2 separate regions of the Mus musculus genome follow, and region 2 is linked to region 1. A link is a contact called in public HiChIP or PLAC-seq data. All regions are on one chromosome and are shown on one strand. Each heading gives the region's core, a stretch centred on a gene start, on an enhancer-like site or on the middle of the called end of the contact. The rest is flanking DNA. Distances are from core to core; before and after follow the strand shown. Region 1 has its middle 29 kb from the start of Gm25076. Region 2 overlaps Med13l (mediator complex subunit 13-like).

Region 1 (4,421 bases), core at 1,685-4,184:
TCACCCCCCAGGACCTGCCGTTGGGAGTGCCTTTCTTTTAGACAAGCCCGGTGATTTCCATTCGTTGCCAGGGACTGGAGCCGGCCAGGCACAGACAGCAGCCACAGGCTCTGCTCTACATCGGCCGCTTTGGTCTCTTCTGTCTCACTCTCACTATCCCTGTCTTCTCAGCTATTTTAAGCTGAGCTGCAACACATCAATGGGTTTATTTGACATAGAAAATTCCAGAACCACCAGGACTCTTTCCTGTTTCAAGATGCTCTCGTGGCCCGGATTCTCCTACCTGGAATATTCTAAATCCACCCCATGTTCTCCTTTGAGTGTGTGTGTGTGTGTGTGTGTGTGAGAGAGAGAGAGAGAGAGAGAGAGAGAGAGAGAGAGAGAGAGAGAGAGAGAGAGAGAGAGAGAAAGGTCTAGACCCTTGCTGTAACAAAAGTATATGGAGGGCTAGAATCTCCATCCCCACATGGCCACAACCTCTCTCTCTTATGCCGGAGATCAAACCTAGAGTGTAACCCAGGCTAGGCAATCTCCCTAATCCTGAGCCACACACTCAGCCCTTGACATTCTTTTCTTGTCTGCCTTCTGAGCCCAACAGACTGCCCGATGGAGAATTTAGAGCAGTGGTTCTCAACCTTCCTGATGCTGCAACCCTTTAATACAGCTCCTCATGGCGTGGTGACACCCCCAACCATAAGATTGTTTTTGTTGCGACTTCGTAGCTGTAATTTTGCTACTGTTGTGAGTCATAATGTAAATATTTATGCTTTCCTGCTGGTCTTAGGCGACCCCTGTGAAAGGGTCATTTGACTCCCTAAGGGGTCACGCCCCACAGGTTGAGAACCACTGGTTCAGACCCGGTGAGTGTAACTGTTTGCTCTAGCTCTACCGAGTGATTACTGAGGACCTCTGCCTTAGTGTTATGTCTTGCTGAACCAGAATACCACAGGCTGTGTAAGTTATACAAATAAGAAATCTGCTTTTATTTGCAGACTGTGAGGTCCAAGGCCAAGGGCCCTGCATCTCTGGAGACTCTGCCCATGGGGCAGGCAGATGGGCCCAGAGAAAGTAAAATAAGAAGAAGCAAGAAGAAGCACGCACCCTCAATAATCCAGACATGGAGGAGCGTCCCCAAACCTGAACATGTCCCACTAGGGCCCAACACTGCATCTTCCTGGGCCATCCTCCCTGCTCACATTCCAACATAAGATGGAAAATGATACAGGGAGACATGTCAGACTCTGTCCTCCACATGTGCATACCCATGCACATGTGTGCACACATATATGTACACATATATGTATATAGATTATATAAGTATACATATGTATATATATAAGTATATATTGTATATTTGTGTATATATTATATATAAACATGCATGTATGTATATATTACATATAAGCGTACGTGTGTATATTATATATAAGCATACATGTAGATAAGTATATATATGTACACATATATGTACTTATATACATTTATACACATAGGGTGGAGGGGGTTGATGGGATAAAATCCTAAAGATGTATATGTATGTGTATGTGTATATGTATACATACAAACACACACATACACACACACATATATATACTTATGCTTTTAAAGTAAGAAATATGAATAGCTGGATGTGCCATGAGACAGTGGCTTGCTCAGATGTGCCCAGCCAAGGAACAATCCCAAGTGTTCTCCAACCAACAAATGCACCTTGGTATAGCAGGGAGGGTTCTGGTCCCACCAGCGTGAGCACTTGACCTCAGGGCTCTTCAAGCCAGCCCTGTCCTGTCACACTCTGATGCTGGCAGAGACAATGGGCAAGTGTCAGCCCTTACATCTGCAGAACCTCAGAGTGCCTCAACACCCCGCTGCAAACCTCAGACAGCAGTCTCAACTCCGCTTATACAGTCCAAGTATAGCAGGACTGTCTCTGAGGCGCCAGCAGCAGAGTAACGACAGGGAGACACTTTTTAATAATTATGAAAGCCTTGCCTTGGCTTAGGCTTGTTCCTAACTAGCTCTTATACTTAAATGTCCCGTTTCTACTAATCTACATTCTCCACACTTGCTCCTTCCCGGAATCTGGTTGGTGAATGATGTCTGACTGATAACTGTCCGCGCTCAGACTTTCCCAGAGTTCCCAACTCTCCCCAGAAGCCCCGCCTATTCTTTCCTGCTCTGCCATAGGCCGTTCATCTCTTTATTAATCCAATCAGAAGGCCATGGATAAGATGCTTGCAAAACGCTGAGAGATGGGATGCTTCATACAAAGACAACCTGTATACGGTGCACAAGAGATTCGCCCAACATCTAAGCCTCCCCTGTGTTTGGTGGGGGCGGAGGGAGGGAGTGGGATAAAATCCCAAAGATATCCTAGAGAATTTATTCCCCTCCATGTTAGAGTGGACCAGTGGTTCTAGGCCTGTGGGTTGCGCAATCCCTTTGGCTAACCTCTATCTCCAAAAATATTTACACTATGATCCATCAAAGTAGCAAAATTATCCAGTGACAACGAAAATAATTTGATGGTTGGTGGGGGGGTCGCCCCAACATGAGGAACTGTATTATAGGGTCGCAGCATTGGGAACCACTGGGCTAGAGCAGTTTGCAAGCTTAAGATCTTTCTCCACCTGCTGGAACCACACTTCTTGCGCGCTGGTCTCAGAAACAGAGGGGATTGGTGACGTTTCCATCTGGCCTGGATTTCCGGCTATCTGAAGGTGGAGATGCATGGCCCCCCTCTGCCAAGAGGCTGAGAAGCTGTCCACAGCGCCACCCGGCTCCTGTCCCCTCTCTGCCAAAGGAGTCAGGAGCAGAGCCAGCCCCTGGCATCCCCAGACAGATGGCAGGGGAGTAAAACAAAAGTGGCCTTGTTAGTACCGGGCGCCTTCCTCAGGAGAAGCTATTTTTGTTGTGGTTATGAAGCGAAGTCTCCGCTGCACCCCCTTTCCCGGCGAGGAGGGCTGTGGGATGAAATTTGTTCCAAAGTTCAGGGTTTTAATTAGAACCAGAAGTGCCAGGTTTTGTCAGAAATATTTTGGAATTGGGTATGCTCGCTCGTGAGCCCCACCCCCCCACCCCCTCTCCCTCTCTCCTGGCAGTGGTACAAAGTAAATGTTGTCCCAGCGGGGACTCCCCTCCCATCACACTTCAGAGCAGAGGGGAGAACTGTTGCCCCTACCCCTGCTCGCAGCTGGGAGCTCTACCCACTTTATGGCCACGGTGGAACTGGGGGAGGAGCACCGGACAGAAGTGGAACCACAGTGCGAGGACACGCCCCCGGGGTTCTTTTGGGAAAAAAGCAAAGGAGCCTGGCACGGCGCCCAGCACACAGGGGCCTCCAGGAAATCCATGTGCCTTGAGAAGAGAAAACAGGCTTCCCCAGGACTGAAGCCAGTGGAGACACTGCAGCCAGGAGCCCAAGTTCAGGGCTGGCAGCGGCGTTCAGGATTCAGACGGCCCTCCTTGTTATTTTGGATTCTTACCTTCCTCTTTCAAAAAAAAAAAAAAAGTGTGTGTGTGTGTGTGTGTGTGTGTGTGTGTGCGCGCGCACGCACACACTAGAACATATGTGTTCTGATGTGTGCATGCAGAAGTCACAGGACAGTTGCTGGCATTGGGGGATCAGGTGATGGATTAGCATTCACCTTGATTTTTGAGGCAGAGTCTCTCATTGTCCGGAGCTTGCCATAACGTGCATGGCCAGTGAGTCTCACCGATCAGCCATCTTTGTCCCCCGGTGCCGGGATTGCAGGCGGGCACCACTATGTCTGGCTTCTTTCACGTGGGTTCTAGGGAACCAAAGTGAAGCCCTCTTGTATACAAGATGACTCTCTACCAACCTGTCCTCTCTCTAGCCCTCTCCTCTCTTTTCCTTCCTTCCTTCCTTCCTTCCTTCCTTCCTTCCTTCCTTCCTTCCTTCCTTCCTTCCTTCCTTCCTGTCTGTTTTTCTACCTTTTCTTTTCTTTCCTTTCCTTTCCTTTCCTTTCCTTTCCTTTCCTTTCCTTTCCTTTCCTTTCCTTTCCTTTTTTCTTTTCTTTTCTTTTCTTTTCTTTTCTTTTCTTTTCTTTTCTTTTCTTTTCTAATTGGGGTGGCTGTTTTGTTTCTCCAGCGCTGGAGACTGAACCCAGAGCAAGCATTCTCCCACTGATGTATATCCCCAGCCCTTTTTGCAGGTTTTGTTTTGAAGCAGGATCCATGCTCAGTAACCCAGACTGACCTTGAACTTGCAATCCTCCTGCCTCAGCTTCTGGAATAGCTGGGATGACCGGCCTTCACTACTTTCTCTGTTTAAATGAGTTAGAAACTCAAACCACATGTGACTCCTTCCCTTGCAGCAGAATAAACACAGGTAAGATGAAAACATCCCCACACTCCACGGGCTCCTGGTCATGTGGTGCAGATGCCTCATGGTGACCTCCTCT
Region 2 (4,323 bases), core at 547-3,046, 370 kb before region 1:
TCCTGAGAACTATAAAATAAACAGACACTGCAACAAGACAACATTTATCAACTTACCTATGGACTGCGCCAAATAATACTTAAAGATCTCAATTCTTGATATCTGATTTCTAAGAGATTGACTTAACAAAGAACTGAGTAACCAAATAGCATAATGCCACATTAATTCTGAAATACAGCATCATACCCATAAAAATCCAATTACACACAGTATCACTGACTGATCACCATTCTGCCGCCATTGATTGCCTTGTAAAATCTATTTGAAGTCATTAATAACTAAATGGACTTATTTATATCAAATCAAACCTACTCGGTACGCCGCTCTCCTGAACTAGTCGTGGATGTAGAACACTTGGTATCACTTAACAAATCTATATCAGAAATGCATTTAGCTTGTCCACTGTCAATTCATCAGTCAAATATGGATCAGAGGATACAATAGTAGAGCTAGAAGACAGATGTAGAAGTGCTGTTTGTTCTGACCTGTCTGCAACGTTCAGGAATAACAACCCTGATAATGCTCAGCAGACAGAAGTATGGCTGTGACATGCCATCTCACCAGGCTAACATCTTCCTTAGGAACCTCTAACAGCATGGGTCCTCTGTCAGTTGCAGGATAACCAGAATTTTAATGAAGGTTTCTGCTCAGCGATGTGGCAGCTGAGACATGACCCACGTTAGCATTTCAATGGATCACAGGACTTGTGTAAAGCCAGTAAATTTTCAACTAAAGGAGGTCAGAGAATTAGACTTCTGGATACACTGAGCAAGACCTTCAGAAGACAGCTGTGCAAAAAGCAGCCCACATCCCTGTGATCACTCACACTGCAAGAGAAATCGTCAAGTGTCGAATCACACTGTCTTCCAAACGCAGCGCGTCCCCACTCACCTATCTTTTCAAGCATGATAGAATGAGCATTACCATTGTATCTTTTGCTGTTAATGCAAAACTGCTCTGGAAGGGCAGCCCCCACCTGGCAGAGACCTCTGGCTCCCGGGAGGGCAGTCTGCACCTCATGGTTGACTCCAGACTTCCCTTATGAGCACACACCACTTAAACATCCTAAGTTAGGCTGATGTTTATTAAACAACTACATGTTCAGGAATTACCAGGGATCAGCATGAGATATACATTAAAGGGGGGGTGGGATGTTTTTGCACAGATTATCACAGTATAGCCCAGGCTAGCCTCAAACTCATGATAATCCTTCAGCTTCCAGATTTCAGAATTACAGGTATGTACAGTATTCAATGTTAATGAAAAGCATGCATGTAGTTGGTACACAGGATGCACACATATATGATATACACACATACAGCACACACGTATATGATACACACATCTGACTCAGTTCGGGCAGTTTTACTTCAATCTATCAATGCTTAAGATAAACTTTCCTCTATGATGGCTGTGTTAGTCAAGAAGACTTAACCCCTGGGTTTCAATGTTGCTCTCAATTAAACAATAAAAATCAAAACCATTTCTTTCCTTCTCTTCAGAGGAGACCTGCTTTGAAACATAAACACACTCAGGCTCGGTGCTGACAGGATAGGTCCTGACTTGTCTTTTACACTGAAGCTAAAACAGTGGCTGTCAGAGCTATCACTATGAGTGACCCCTACTCTGTAACTGTCTGAACCGCAGCTGTCTTCTTGGCAACCCCCCCCCCCCCCCAGCTCAGCCAGCATTGCTGTTCTTGCTGCAATAATATTGTGGAGCAGTTTACAGGAGGCTTAGCCCTGGTGGAGTGCACTGTCTGGCATGACCACCAGAACACTGAAACACGATTCATTAGCCACGCCTGAGGAGATAACAATGCTGCGGCTGCTTGCTGCCTTTCAGTTCGCACATCAGCCTGAGAATAATGCTCTCTCGTTACTCAACAAGCACATTTACAGACAGGAAAAACTGTAATCACCTTTGATTAAGAGACAGATTTCGCCTATATGAGCCGCCAGCCATGGTGACATAGTAATTAGTTTGTAAATGACAGGTTAAAACAGCAAATGTAGCAAAAATAACATGGAAGAGGGAAGGGAGGAGAGAACGGAGAGGGAAGAAGGAAAGAGAAAGAGCAGACAGAAGGCTCAGAGACCGCGCCTGCTCTGCGTGCCCTGCCTCCCTGAAGGGTGGCACAGTGGCGGTCCACGGTACAGTGAGAGCCGCCTGAGGCAGACACACACACACGCCACACACACACGCCACACACACACGCCACACACACACGCGGGCGCGCACTCCTCTCATCTCAGGCAAACAGTGGACAGACACTCTTTGGTCGTGCTTTAGCTAAGGACTACTCACTGGCCTTGCTTTTCTGCTCCTCTCACCAAAACTCTGTGGCTGACGGTTACAGCAGCATCCCTCCGTCCCCTCCATCTTCCTTTACCACACTTCTACTGCACCTCTCTCACCTGGCAAACAGTTTGTCTTCATTTACATAAACATTGTTCCAAGCTTTTTTTCCTAATGTGGATTTTAAAAATACTCCTTTGAAGAAACCCCAGACTGCAGAACAATTATATCCACTCATCACTTGGCCCAGCGTGCAATCAGAAGCACTGGTCCCCGCTGTGAGGACAGAGGCCTTGAGAGCAAGCACAGCCATCCTGCTACTTCCAGAAGTGGACAGTCCTTCCACACCCAGGGGCTGCACCCTTTGTGGGAGCAAGCAGTGTGCTGCCTGCCAGCCAGAGTTTGTGCAGACGTTGGTACATAACAGGAAACCAGGTGCTAGATGTGGAGTGAGTGCAGGCAAATTAGCAGAAGGGACAGTTTGAAGCTAATATTGTATATAATTAGCGTTTTAAAAAACAATTACTTTTTAGGCTTTCCATAGCATTACTGTACTTTACATTACAAATGTGCTACAAAGCGAAAAGGAATTCACACACATGAACAGTGAAAATACGATGCCACTATATGTATGCGTACACATGTACACACACACACACACACACACACACACAATTTTTGGTTTAAATGTACTCTAACAACCTAAATACTGCTATTGGGCTTCCAATCTTTCAAACTTGCAATTGGCTACAATCAATTCTGCTAAATCTCTTAGCAAAATCAAATTACTCTTTACCTTCAAGGAGAGGAATGTGTAACTTCTCCATGGAGTTAGTTTATTTTCTATTATCTGAACAAAATACTTTAGGTTCAATACAACGCACATCTATTGGTCCACCTTACAATGCTGCATTTGTCAGGACTCCGTAGAGAGAAACTCACCAAAAAACTTCTGGTAGTGTGCTGCAGTTTCTTGCCACTTCTGCAGACTCCAGCCAATTGGCAGAGTGATGTCAGCTGAGACAAACGCACATGCTGAGGCAAGACCCAAGGCAGGGATAAATAGGACTCGACTCAATAGACAGTGATGAAAAAGCAGCTTAGCGCACTTATACAGGTAGGTAGCTAGCTAGCTGTGCAACGCCTGTGGGTCTCACATCTTTGCTGATCTTCGTTTCTCTGAGGCATCACTGAGAACTCATGGTCCCTCCTGCTGACTAGCACTGAGGCTGAGGCCTGCCTGTCTCTGCTCGGCAGTGCCACTGCCTGCTATCTCGACTACGGAACTGGACTGTTGGTGCATCTGTGAAGTGTTTGGGAGTGGATCCAGCTGCTGCCGCTGCTGACCTGCAAACTTAACTGCAAATTTCCAGACAACACAGATGGGAGTGGCTCCAAAAAACCTTTCTTAACAGGTCCACTTACCCTGTATCCTTTCTTTTCCACTACTTCTAGTGGGTGGTCGGCTACAAGGGAGATTAAAGTGTTTAAGAACCATCATTAAAAATATGTTTTGGAAAAAAATTAAAGTTGCACAGCCTTAACAAGGCACCCACAGATGATGCACTGGAGAAAGCATGGGAGTAGCCAGGCCCAGAAAAGCAGAAAGCTAGGAAGGAGCTGCTGGCTCCAGCGGTGCTCTCCAAGGTCTTTCCAGCTCTGGCCCCACTGACCTGTCAAGGTGCACTGTGGTGTCAGCCTCTAGGACAGAAATTCAGGACTAGTCCTCAACAGTCTCATACAACCCGGAACACAAACCAGTACTGCAGTTCAATTGGCATTTGGAGGGCTAGCTTTGAATCTATGCATCATTTAAAAGCTTCTTCATGAAGAAAAAAAATGTATTTGCCAACTATTTAGCTTATATTACCTTGCTAATCACATGATGAAATTTTCTGTCAACTGATGTATGATACTAATTCTTCACTCCACGATTTAAAAGCTAGCTACGTTATTAGACAGCACACCAATCAAGAAGTACTTCATTAGTGCTATTTAATCTGAACCAATCAGCAAACTTTTTGA

Evidence for each region. HiChIP or PLAC-seq counts read pairs in DNA pulled down with a chosen protein or histone mark.
Region 2: an H3K4me3 HiChIP or PLAC-seq map of embryonic forebrain shows a contact between it and region 1, with 4 times the contacts expected there. The contact joins two enhancer-like sites. A contact is called at or near these places in 1 of 15 datasets of contacts at CTCF or cohesin (the NIH/3T3 cell line), 3 of 484 Hi-C or Micro-C datasets (the HPC-7 cell line, bone marrow-derived macrophages and embryonic stem cells) and 7 of 115 datasets of contacts at active chromatin or transcription factors (bone marrow-derived macrophages, craniofacial prominence, embryonic basal ganglia and 4 more).

The regions. Positions count from the first base shown.
Region 1 is chr5:118,293,079-118,297,499 of GRCm38.p6, reverse strand. No RefSeq gene overlaps it. Among named protein-coding and RNA genes, the nearest start is that of Gm25076, 29 kb to the right of the region's middle. Within about 2 kb of position 2,934, at least 132 of the 459 cell types and tissues checked have an H3K27ac peak or open chromatin away from gene starts, as enhancers often do. A contact at or near this core is called in embryonic basal ganglia and embryonic forebrain, where this site is marked.
Region 2 is chr5:118,664,489-118,668,811 of GRCm38.p6, reverse strand. All of the region lies in intron 2 of Med13l (mediator complex subunit 13-like), which reads right to left. Among named protein-coding and RNA genes, the nearest start is that of Med13l, 110 kb to the right of the region's middle. Within about 2 kb of position 1,796, at least 54 of the 459 cell types and tissues checked have an H3K27ac peak or open chromatin away from gene starts, as enhancers often do. A contact at or near this core is called in embryonic basal ganglia and embryonic forebrain, where this site is marked.